Linked DNA regions of Drosophila melanogaster: region 1 is linked to region 2. The links are chromatin contacts, called in public Hi-C maps. All regions are on one chromosome and are shown on one strand. The core of a region is the stretch at or near the end of the contact, and the rest is flanking DNA. Distances in the headings are between cores, read along the strand shown.

Evidence for each region. A called contact is a pair of places that touch in the nucleus more often than the background predicts.
Region 1: a contact with region 2 is called in a Hi-C map of the Kc167 cell line, with 4 times the contacts expected there. A contact is called at or near these places in 16 of 107 Hi-C or Micro-C datasets (the Clone 8 cell line, the Kc167 cell line, the ML-DmBG3-c2 cell line and 4 more).

The regions. Positions count from the first base shown.
Region 1 is chr2L:8,609,242-8,615,763 of dm6, reverse strand. The region is part of intron 3 of Sema1a (Semaphorin 1a); the gene reads right to left. Among named protein-coding and RNA genes, the nearest start is that of tRNA:Asp-GTC-1-6, 7.5 kb to the left of the region's middle.
Region 2 is chr2L:8,477,668-8,484,051 of dm6, reverse strand. It overlaps CG43796, which reads right to left and starts at 1,678. Exons shown (of 1, transcript NM_001273325.1): 1 at 1,047-1,678. The coding sequence starts at 1,574. The coding sequence ends at 1,191. It overlaps dachs (dachs,), which reads right to left. Exons shown (of 9, transcript NM_001201801.2): 4 at 636-922; 5 at 1-486. It overlaps tRNA:Asp-GTC-1-2 (transfer RNA:Aspartic acid-GTC 1-2), which reads right to left and starts at 2,275; the gene lies at 2,204-2,275. It overlaps tRNA:Asp-GTC-1-3 (transfer RNA:Aspartic acid-GTC 1-3), which reads left to right and starts at 1,897; the gene lies at 1,897-1,968. It also overlaps CheA29a.

The sequences.
Region 1 (6,522 bases), core at 349-2,848, 130 kb before region 2:
TGTATATAATTTTATCAAGATATCAGGCTGATTTCCACCCCCTAATTTATTGGGGTTGCAGTTGCCGGGACTCTGACGACACTAATCAGAATTAGTTCCTGCTATATCCGTCCGGCAGACAGTTTGCCCCCAACTGCTTAGTCGTACTTTGTGTCTACAATTTATTTCAGTCGTTTTAATTGATTCTGTCGCTTTCCTCGCTCGGGGGTTCCATGGTTTGCTCCATGGGCTGCCAAAGACGCAGAATGCAGCCGGCGCATCTTGTTATTTGTAGCAATTAATATCCAATATCTGGGTGCTGGCATCATTAGTTTATTTTCCTTTCGCTGCCAACTTTATTTTTATTCCCTTTCCAACAAATATATGTATATATATATATATATCTTTTTTTGTTATTCTTTTCTATCTGTCCGATACGTTTCACTTGGCGCTACAAAGAAAGCTACTAATATCAATGGGAAAACTACAACAAAGGCGCAGGCCAACTTCAGTACTGTTATTAAGAAGCGAAGTGAAAATACACTGGGAAAATCTCTTACTATCATTTAGTTTAATGGAAAACGATGTCACTAATGTTTAATAACTCCAAGTCATTATCAATATTTACAGGATAAGAAATAACTCATTCATTATTTTATGTTTCTTTAGATTTTAAATTTGAATTGCATTTTTTGCAGCAGTGTACAGGATGACCAGGGTTGACTGGCTTCTGCTCAGCTTCTTCCTGATGATGCTGCATTTGACAGACCATTTATCATCCCACTAATTGTGTATCATTAAAAAAAAAAGAGGCAAGTCCGCGCACAGATCCGACACTGGCGTCGATGTTAACCCAAAGGATCCGGGATAGGAGCGGGAAATACAAAATAAAAACAGCTCCGTTTTCATCCGCAGGACGAAGCCACAGCCGGCGGTATCGATGTTCGCTGACAATAGCAGACTGTGACAAGCAGCCGGGCTTGGCTCGAATGCCGGCGACATTAACAGGGGGCACTGGCTACAACAAACAGCCATGACAGTGATAGAAATCTGTGGCAAGCGGATTAAACGTGTTCACAGTCCGCCGGCAGGAGGCAAATGGAAGGAGGTGTCTTTGTAGAAGTCAGTCATCATTATTGCCACTTTGCCACCCACCGAATGGAGCGCAAGCACAATGGGTACGAAAAAGTCGATAGGGGGCACAACTAATGATTCTCAAAGAAATACATATATCAGATAACCCAAGATTGAAAACTTTTCATAAATGATTGGTTTTCGAAAACCCTATAGGATCCCCTTTCATTTTTAGGATTGCTGACTCCGTAACGTGCTCAAATAAGCTCCTTCTACTCTTAGAATTTCATTTAATATGATGTGGTATGTGTTATGCGTTCTAGATCAGAAATCAATAACTTAGAGCGTGCCAGCTTTTTTCTATCCGATTTTACTTTAGCAAAACAAAAGTATATAGTCATATAAAGGTCTGATCCCAGAATTTAACCCTTTTCACAAGTAATCCCCACTGTTCAAGAACGCGGACAACAATGGAGCCGGATGTGTGTCGATGGTGGTGGAAGCCAGACTAATGAGAAACGTGCGCCATGAGTTGCGATAAATGGTTAAGTCAGCGGAATCGCTGATAGTAAGCCATCTATTGCAGGTTCTGCCCCGCGGTAGACCCTCGCAACGCACAAATACATAATAATCATAAAAATTCAAAGCTTCATCGCCTCCCACCCCCCCAACTCACTAAATGGCATCGATGATGGATTACGACGTCAACTCGTTGGGTATGGTACTGAAATTGAGCCCGAGGTCTGATGAAAATGTTAATGTCGTTGCGAATCGCTTTGTTAATCCATCCATCCTACCATCCCATCCAGGACGAGTTGCTTGATTTTCCGATTCCCCAGCCTCGGTCCATTCCCATGGTAAGGTCGGAAAACAATTATGACCAGGCTTTGTGCAGGATCTCCCCGAACTGGTGGCCAAGTTAGTTTGGTGTCCAGGACTGGGCGAAAGTTGTCACGTAATACACACTAATTAATATTGATATTTTCTGATAATGAGCCTTCGATGGCGTGGCCATTGCAGTTTCTGCTTAGTCAATGGCATTTTGATAGGCCGGAATCGATATTCTGCCCTGGGGATAGCTTGCTTCTAATTAGAGAGAAATGCTAATTGAAATAGTAGAGTTGGAAATTCGCTTAAGTGTGTGGAGGAATTTTAAGAGTAAACCCCATCGATTGCTAAGTATGTCAGCGAACTCTCTGCATTGCTAACTGGCTGACTTTCCCATTAGCACATTTTGTGTATCTGAGATTTTGTTCAAACTTAAGCTCACGCATCAAACATAAATTTGTTTATGACTCATATAAAAGCAGCATAGCATCATTAGTTGTAGTTCGCAAGTCGAAAACTACAATAATCTCTGCACTCCCGTAATTAGTTATGTCTGACAGCAAATCTCGATTGCCACACCCACCCATTGTCATTAAAAAGCCCAACACGTATCTTGTTCGACATTTGATAGAACAAACAATACAAAACGAAGCAGGCAAAAGAAAAGGAAAACTCGTTTCGACCTTAACGGGGTCGTAAAGGAGCCAGGAGTTGCTGGTTGGTTGGTTGGTTTCGGTTAGTATGCCAAATGCATTCAACGCGGCAGGTCCTGCAGATCACACTTAATGGTTATGCCCATGTCTACAGCAGCCTCGTAAAAGTGAGAGGGACAAAAGCAATGAAAAGCGCCTATACTGAATGAAAAACGCATAACAAATTGCAAATTAAAAGCTTTAAGGTCACATTCCAAACATCACAAGAGCTTATGTCCTTAGAAACGGTAAGGTTAGCCTATAGATAGATAGATATAGATATATATATTTAGATATATTCATTTTTCATTTCACTTAATTTTTGTTCAGTGTACCTCTTGACATCCTGTTCTCTTCTGGCTACTGATAAGGACGAGTGGGTAGGGCAACAAAAATATTTAATGAAATCAGCAGTGGCACAACAGCGTGGAGATGGAAGCATAACAAAATGCAATTGTTGCATTATTAATTTATATTATGCGCAATTGTTGCAAACTGTGGGCAGAAGGTCCTCGCACACAGATGCACACACACACACACACACATGACCGCCGTTCATGCGGAAAATCGCGGCAAGGACGACGAGGGGGAGTAATCGGGGTAGGAAACAGACACAGGCCGCAAGATAAGCATGTAAAGGTTGCTCGACTGAAACCGTAAAAGAAGCACAAACATAACAAAAAAATATATATATATACTGCAAAGGATAACGACGGCAGGAGGAAGTAGAGCCAACCAATTTGCTACCGCTCTCGCTGCCTTTGTTTCTCGCCCGGAAAGGTGAAGGAAAATGTGGTAATAAAAACAACAATTGAACACAGTTATGATTGAAGTGGAAGCAAAGCCAGCACAAAGGACCTCACCATACGGGGTAGTTAAGTTAAGGGATCTGGGGCCGAGCCACCGCATCCACCACCACCACCATCATCATCACCATCACCACCACCACCACCGCCGACATCAGCACCACAGGTCCATCCCCAGCTGGCGCTGGTATTGTAATACGTATCGATCGATTTGACGGCTGCCACTGCCGATGACACACACACACACACACACGCAGCCTCTTCTAATCGCACGTGATACACAATGAAAGTCGGAAAAATTCACAAAATAATTCCAGATTTGTCGGTGAGAACTACGTACCGAAAAATGCAGCTTACGAATTTTTCTGCCTATTTGAATGACCTTTAAATTGCAATGGTCATGATACACGTTGACCAGTAACAAAATGTTGTCTTCATTTATTTTGTACCCAAAAAATTCACTTTTTCTTAACTTTATGACAATAGGCATACAAAATCTTCCATTAAAATTAATACGATATAAGTTAGACGATTTAAATGCATTAGATTTAGGTCATGTTTGAATTACTTCACGAACCCCTTAGAGCTGATTTATATCACTTTATTAGGAAATGGCATGGTTTCCGCATGAGTTTTAAGCCACGAAAATTTCTTAAGCAATCCGAATGTTAGCGAATCAATAACTCATATCAATGGCTGAGGTAGAGAGACCTCACCTCAATTCCATGTCTAATGCTCAGTTGGCTAATTTGGTAAACCGATTTCTTGCGCATTATTTCCAGCTCAGTTGCTCAATTGATTGAACTAATCAAAGTTTCTGCCTGAGTGCAACTTTCTCGCAGTGTAGCCGGCACAGGAAATGGTAAGTTTGCCAACAATTATGGTTCGCAGGCCCCACCACCTTCCCGCCGCCGCCGCTCATCCCATCCCATCCCATGTGTGTTGTGTTTGTGATCGAACTAAGCGCTGCTCCGTTTACCGCTTTGGGGCCATGGCCCATCATCCAACTTGGGGTTTTGGCAGGGTGGTTTTGGGAGGTTGGACAATGGAGGAGAGAGACTTTGATTATGTTGTTGCCTCAATAGTGGGGAGGCAACAAACGGGTGGCGCCACAAAGGTGGGACAGGGACAGAGGACTAGATCTCGGCGGTCCGTCTCTGTTCGTCGCCGGTTTATGGTTTGCGTTTGCATTTTCAACTAGTTAGCAGCTCTCGACGAGTCAGGCAGCCAAATTGCGGTTCACTATTCCAATGAGACATACACACCAGTACACTGCGCAAAAAATATCGACTCGCACTCCAAGAAACTAATAAGTCTTTGAGCAAATCTAATTCATTTGAAGGCATCGAATCAATCAATAAACGCAAGCATATCATTCAACAGAAGTGGGCTCTTCATCTTTCTCAGTGTATTTAGTATCTGTGTGTGCTTGGTCAAAATAATTGTTATTGTTGCTTGAGTGGAATGGGAATGAGTAGTGGGTTGGGGGTTGGGAGGCGATGAAGAACCGCATCCTCCAAACATTATAACGTTTTGCGGTATTGTGATTAACATTTCGGCCCGAGCCCCTAATGACCAAGTTGTCGACTTAGGATCGACCATTCTCGGCAACGGCAAAGTTATTAAACTCATATGTGTAACTCGGCATTGATTGGCGCCTGGTGGTGTGCGTGTGCGGTTTCCCAGTGTGTGTGAATGACAGAGTTTATATGCGTATGTGTGTGTGAGTGTGTGGATATGTATATAAGGGCCTGTGCCCGCGCTTGTTTGTCCAACGCCTCGTATACGTAATGAGTTTGCATGTGCATTTTCAATAAAAATTCATTTCACAATCGCTTCAGTCGAGTGTGTACAATGCTCGAGTAATTGCATTTTAAAAATTGCTTATTAAGGCAGAAATGGACACGCCCCGTACGCCCAGCTCCCTGATATCCTTTGTGTCGCCTGCCCAACAGAACGAACTGTCGATTCATTCTCCTTCTTTTAATGGCCATTAATTAAAGTTGTAGCCATGCAATTTCTGATTAGCCCACAAATTACATTCACGTAGCTATCTGCAAAATGGGCACTTATACCATTTAATTTCTTACTCAATTTAACCACATAGTAAATTCCCAGTATCAGATTGGGTCAAGAATTGACGATTTTACGAACCTGCAATGAGAGCAAATGGGAGGTAAAAAGAATTAGAATGCTATTTGAATAGGTATTTTCAATTTAATAATACAAGCTATCGACATGGTTTGGACACCTTGTCGTATACGTAATAATGAAACGATAATAATCATTCAATATTTTGGGACTTAAATTTGGCTATGCTGCAATTAGAATACCTTGCACTATATGGAAAACGCAATCCTTCTCCACCTTACCGTAAAATTTATGGGTGGCGAAAAACTTCGAGCTAAAGAGACGGATCCCGTCTGTCAAATCAACGTGGAGAGCGCCGCAAAGTATGCAATTTACAAAAATAACGTGAAATATTTTCGCAACGCATCGCTGCTTGGTTCGCTAAAGAAAAAAAAACATACCCCACAAACTGCATCCTTAACCCAACTTTTAGCTTCGACACGAACTGATTTATAAAGTTTACAAATGCGTGGCAAAAACCTCGTGACTTGACTTGACTTGAGTTGACTGACGGACCCGGGGTTTTCGCTAGCTACGGCTACGGTTTTGGCTTGAGCTGGCTTCAGTTTCTGGGATTTTGGTTGAAAAACGTTTGCCACTTAACACGTACGCCGCATATTTTGTGCCACGCCCTATCCTTTTTCGAGCGTACCCGGTCCGACCGAAATGTGTTTTTACACCCAGAAATTTTTGCTGATTTTGCTGAGTTCGTTTGCAGCCGGCGAAATTTGTACGCTGAGTGCAGAAGTTGCTCCGCTGACTGCTGCCATGTGCTTTGTTTGTGCCGCTCTGATCCTTGAATAATCAACAACAGCAGCAGTACTATACTATATACTATATATACCTATATATATGGCCGTATACACACAAAATCGAAAAAACTATGGTCGAGGTTGGCGAAGAGCAGGCAGCAGCGGCGTACGTTGCTCAAATATTAATGTTGACCCTGGACGGGCAGACAGGACTCGACTGCTCGTTAGCCGGATTCACAGTCCGCAAGGATACTTCCAGTA
Region 2 (6,384 bases), core at 429-2,928:
GGAGTTGCCCTGTTGCTGCTGCTGTTGCATCTTCTGCTGACTTTCGGAGAATCCGAATCCAAAGGGCAGAGTCTTCACACTCTGGCAGGGATTCGTGTGCTTCGACTGCGGGATGAATGGCAATTGCTGGCTGTGGGCGTGGCTGAGATGGTGGCCAACGCCTCCGCCATTGATGCCCAGGTGTCCGGAGTTGGAGGTGCGCATGGGCAGCGTGTTGGAGTTGTTGCTGTTGTTGTTGACCGGTGCATGGGAATGGGAATTTTGCCCCAGGATACTTCCCATGCCGCTCATATGTGGCAGTGTCCCGGTGGACTGACCATGTCCGCTGCCACTCTGCTGATGCGACAGGCCCGGCTTCTCGGCCAACTGATGCGGAAGTGGATGTGGAATCGACGTGTTCCTCGCCGACACAACGGCGCCTCCTCCAGCGCCTCCTCCTCCACCAGAGCCCGAGTTTGCGGGCAATGTGTGGCTGAAGCTGTGATTCTATAAGAGTGAGGAGTGAAGAGAAATAAACATCTTTATCAAAGGAAATCGAATGTGGACAAGCTTGTTGCTCTTACAGTTCGATTTAAGATTTGTATATACTAGAGTAGGGTCCTAGTTTTAGAATATGTTTAAATACCATAACTTACCTTCGATGTCGTGTGATGTCCATTGGTGTGTTGCTGAACTGCACTGGCTGAAAGTCCTGCGCCGCTGGAACTCAGATTGAGATTCGGACTGGATGCGTTTAGGTCAAAGTTGTTGGCCTTGGGACCCGCATTGGGAGCTGGGGCGACGGGCTGCGCGCCATTTCCCTGGCTCTGACCCTGACCCGGTCCATGACCCACATGCAGGCGGTTTCGCAGAGTCACCAATTCGGTGCTCAGGCTTTTGAGCCGCTGCTGCAGATGAACTGCCTCGTTGGATGAAGATGCATCTGAAGAAAAGCGGATAAAGTTATTGTTTTATTACATTGTTGGTTACAACACCGACGAAAAGTGAAATAGTCTTGTTTATCATTCAAAATTTTTTTTTAATAGACAATTAATACTTTTGATTTTATTCCGAGCTCTGCCTTCGGTGGACAGATGAACTGAGATGATCTGCGTGCGCCTTTCGGACCACTAAGTGCATTCAACTTAATTGGAAATAAAGACTTCGCAAGGAATCTCAGTTCGCCTGCCGCCGCTTAAAATTCAATTTGTCTAATGAAGAAAAGATGCGCAAGTCGACTTGTTGTATTGGCCTATGATCCTAGATGATATCGGTGTGCCCAACATCATCGCAGTGTCCCTTGAAGGAGGATAGAGCACAGGCATTTTCTCTTTGACCCAACGGATCGGCCTGGTCAAGTTCTGGACACTGGTGTCCAGTTTAATTGAGCATTTTCCCTGATGTTGCCGAAAACGCTCCGGCTTGTGCAGAATGTTGTGCGGATCGCGGTAATAGTCCCGATACCTCTGGGTCTCCAAATAGAAGTTGTCAATCCTGTCCAGATCGTCGTAGTCAACATTGACCAATCCGATCCGGGGAGCAAAACCCAAAATGCCTCGTCGATGAACCTCCGCGTTTTTGGCCACCATCCTCATGTCTACTTCAGGAATTGGTTCCTTTCTCATATTTAACAAGTTTATGTATATGAAAGTCAACAAAGAAAAAGAAAGCTCTTGAAACCTAATGAATTGTCTGTCAAAGAGTGCAGCCAATGACTGGTAATTCACGGAAAGTGTGATAAATTAGAAGGTTCAAATAAAGACACCTTCAAATATTTGGGTGGTTTTGATAAGTTGGGCTATTTAAGAAATTTTCCAAAAATAGGTTATTTATGTTTCCTTGAATTCTTAGCACAATAATTTGCACTGAGAGCACCGAAGAATCTGAAATAGAACTATTGGCAATCGGCGCGCAACATCCTCGATAGTATAGTGGTTAGTATCCCCGCCTGTCACGCGGGAGACCGGGGTTCAATTCCCCGTCGGGGAGATGGGATATTTCCTTTCTTTTTAGCTCATATATGTAATTACAAGAGAATAAGTGAATATTTTTCTTGCAAATTTATATAAAGAAAGATAATGCATAAACTTGGCAATATGATCATTGAAATTATATTTTTATATCCATCTTTTTGTTTTACAAAAGTTCCAAAAATTGTAACATGTTTTAGGGATGTGCTTTTCTTTAAATAAGATTTTAATAAAAAAAAAGTATTGACAATCGTCTCCCCGACGGGGAATTGAACCCCGGTCTCCCGCGTGACAGGCGGGGATACTAACCACTATACTATCGAGGACGTTGAATTTCGCCTGCCAATAGTTCTATTCTAAATCTGTGCTTCACTTGAATCCCGGTAGATTAAATTATTGCTAAAATAGATGTTGGTTTAAATAGATTTTTGGTACACATTGAAAGTACTATAAATAAAGTAAATAATAAAGACAGGTGTCTTAATCTTTTGGTTAAGCTATTGCTTGAATAAATACACCTTTATTGCAGTTACATGCATTAAGCCTTTGGCTCTCTATTAAAAACATATAATCAGCAGACCATATGGAAATCTTCATTATGGCGAAAAGGAATTTAATTAGTTCTAATTAACAACTCAATACAACGAAAATCAATTCACATCGATTAATTTCGCCCGGGCCAACAGACTTTTGTGCACGCGAATCGCTTTGGTAGGCTTGTGCCAGAGGAGCAGAAAAAGTCATTTTAATAGATATAGATGGTGAGCATTTACATAAAATGTTAATGAACTAATTTCGCCGGAGTTAACGAAAAATAGAGACACCGAAAGCGCTAAGATGAAACACAAATTGGCGGCAGGTGACTACAAAATTTCAAAGACGTGTGTACATCCAGAATAGAAGATCAATGGGCAGACTCGACGAACAGCTAATAATGCCAACTGATTTATGAAGACTTTCAAAACAGGGCCGAGAGGTCATTGTTACAAGCCAACACCACGAAAAACGCTGACAAGCTAACAAGATTTTATTAAGCTTATGCGTTTCAGAAACTTGTCTACTATTTTTTACAGCCTTCAGCGGGAAATCAAATTAATTAGCTAATGAAAAACGGAGAAAAGCTTGGATGCAGAGTACTACTACCAAAGGTATATACCTTCGACCCATGTGTCGGTGAGCCAAAACAGAGAGGCAAGCTGGAAGGCTTATAACAAAATCAGAGTCGACAATATACAAAAAACAATATCATTGATGACTTGAGCTCAGACAGAGGAAACCAGTTTTGATGTTGTTGTTTTTTTTAGTGCTTTCTGTGGCCCAAAGTTGCACTCAAGAAATAAGACAAAAGCCACAGAAAAAGGTACAGAAAAGTCTGACATCGAAGTCAAACGAACAATTTCGAGTCTCTGTTCCAATCAATTAATCGGTGATAATTTCACCAACTAGACTAATGTACTGAAATTAATGTATTTAGCAATTAGCTTTATTGGCTTTTCCTCTACGCTTCAGTTCTCAGGGTTTTTTTTTTATGGAGCGGGCGACAAAATTTCGTGGAAGCTGAGTAACCAAGTTGGCCCAAACTGGTAGCCGAGCACAAGTTATCTGCTCTTAGTGGGCCCAGGGGCTTGGGAATGGAGAAGGTTGGTGTGGAAGAACAGTCGCGTCGCTCAAATGAAATGTTGCAAGTCGAGAGGCAAGCGACACCCATACAACCAGGTATCCATATAAGCGGATTCGGTTTGTAGTTATTGCCGATGATTATGAATATGAATGCGATCGACTGCGAATGTTCATGGAGGTTGATTGAAAAACTCAAACAGGCAGCCCAAGATGGTAAAGACAAGTAAGTCGAGAACCAATCAACTGACACTCTAGACAGATAGTCCAGAAAAGAAATCAAGCAAATGGCTTGACCATTAAGTTTAATATAAAGTTAAGCTTATGTTTCAGTCGGACATGTCATTGGGGTCCAAAAATATTAGAATAAAATCAGTGAGCTTTTAAAAACATATGAATAAGCAATTCATATTGGATTAATTGCGTTAACAATGATATGCTATAAAATTGGCGCATCTTGTCTATAATCATTCGAAAGATTTAAGCAACAAACTTGATTTTTACCGTGCCAGTTCTTTAAGCTGCAGTATCAGTTTAAATGATTGTCCCTTCCAACCGTAAGTTACTAAATAACTAAGTATTTTCTTCACTAACATCATTATCCAAAGGAATTAATTGCATATGTGTTCCTTTGAAAGTTGTTTATGCTCAAGAATTTCTGAAGATGGTGATGAATATTTGCGTTACCCCTGTACAAAAGACTTGGACAACAAACTTAAAATTCCTGTCACTGGATAGACTAGGGATATTGTCCAACTTACCCTGCAGCTTCTTCTCCGTCTCCCAAAATTTTTGCAATTCGGTAAAGTATTTATCCAGTATGAAGACTTTTGACAGGCCCAATGTGGCCATCGTTGTTGAACATTTGTGTGGCCACGACTACGACGACCAAGACGGCGATTTTCTTATTTGAATAATTCCGTATACAGGCTCTCACCGCCACCGATACACTCGCAAATGGCCGGAGGAACAGGTTTTCGTATTCGTATTCGTATTTCGTTTTTCGTTTTCCGCACAGGCTCTGGCAGGCACCGTATCTATATCTATGCCATACAGACCGAACCCGAAACCGAGTCCGAATAAATATATATACATACGTATGTTGCGAGCGGGATATACTCGTATATGTTTGGGCGAACGTTTGTGCAGCTGCAACAAGTGAAGCAACCGCACAGCACACGAAAATAAGTAAACAAGCGAAAAGAATGCAGAAGGGCGAGCGACGGCCAAAAAGCAAACCGAACCAAATCACTGGAAGCCTGGCCGTCAGGTTTTGGTTTTGGTTCTGGATCTGCTTTTGCTTTTCCTATATTATTGTGCTTTATTTTTTCCCCCCCACTTTTAACTTTAGTTGCTGCTGTTGTTTTCTTCGCGGCCGCGCTTATTTTCTCGTTTTGTGCAGACTTTTTTTTTTCGTCGTTTTGGTTTTGAAAAACGAGTTTCCAACTTTAACTCCAGGTCCAACAGGCAGCCAGACCCAGTGTAGATGTGCGCTTAGATACCTCGATGCCTCTCGATACCTCGAAGGTACACTCGAACACAGTATACAGACAGCCACACGGGGCGAGATGGATTGGAGTTTTCAGATCGATCCACTAGATTAGCGAATTTGCTGGTGGCACTTTCAACTCTCGACCAGCGTGACCTTTTCGCCGATTAATTATAAACTTTAATTGGGTTTTGTGCGATCGTTTCACTTGGTTTTCAGTCCAGCGAGAGAAAGAGAGGGTTGAGATACTCGTACAACATTCAAACGCGAGCACCCGATGCGAACGATTCAAACTCCAGCGGCAGACTGATCGCTGCTTCTGCTGCTTGGGAGCAGCTCCCTAAGATCTCGGGTCGGGCCTCTCAGCTCTGGTTACGTGCTCTCCCGCTCGGCCAGGTAACATTTCTAACAGGTAAAAGGCTCTACCCTCCGAGATGCGTGCAGTTGCTCAAATATGAGGTCAAGTGTTTGAACCTCCGCCCGCCGACCATCTCGACTCGTTTCGCTGGTCGCGTGATAATTAGTACCGATTGTTTGTTGCTTTGCTGCATTTCGCAATTCCCACAACAATGCAGTGGGAATGCTCGTAGATAGATAGACATAGCTTCTAGGCGTTTCACAAAAACACAACTACATGACCTTAAAAATAGCCCCTAAGTATTATGATAAGCAAACCTTTTTTCAAAACAATTTGCACTTTACAAAAATTGTACAATTTCTTTTAAAAATAACGGTAGTCGATTGTTACCGTTCAAACTGCTTGCGCGCGATCTTTGAATGTGTTATCGATTACTTTATAACCGGTTCGCAGACACAAGCAGTCAAAACTGCTTAAGGAACAATGGGTGTTGAGATGCACTGCTTAGTTAACTCCTTGACGACTGCTTGTCAGTAAAAACCGTTTTTTTCGAATTCGAATTTTATTTACAATTTAAATGGTACTTAGAAACAGGCTCTTCCCGATATGAACAAAAAACTATAATGGTCTTCAATTGTTTTAATTAAAAACATTTCCATTGCCCGTAATTGATTTTGTTATGATTTGGCTATAATGTGGAATCTTCCAAGTCAATGACAAATTGAATCCCGCCAGTACTTTTGCCATCTCTTACATAATTAATGTTGAATTGGTTTAGGCCTCGATACAAAATCGGCGGCCAGTTTTGAGGTTCGATTTTGGTAATTCGCAAATAATATTCACCCTTTGGGAATACACACATCTCTTGAATTGGCGGTAGATTTGAATCCTTGACCAATGGCAGGAAGTATTTACCAAAGTAGTTGGTGAACCAATCGCAGGGCTTCGTTCGCACTTTGATATTTCCTTGA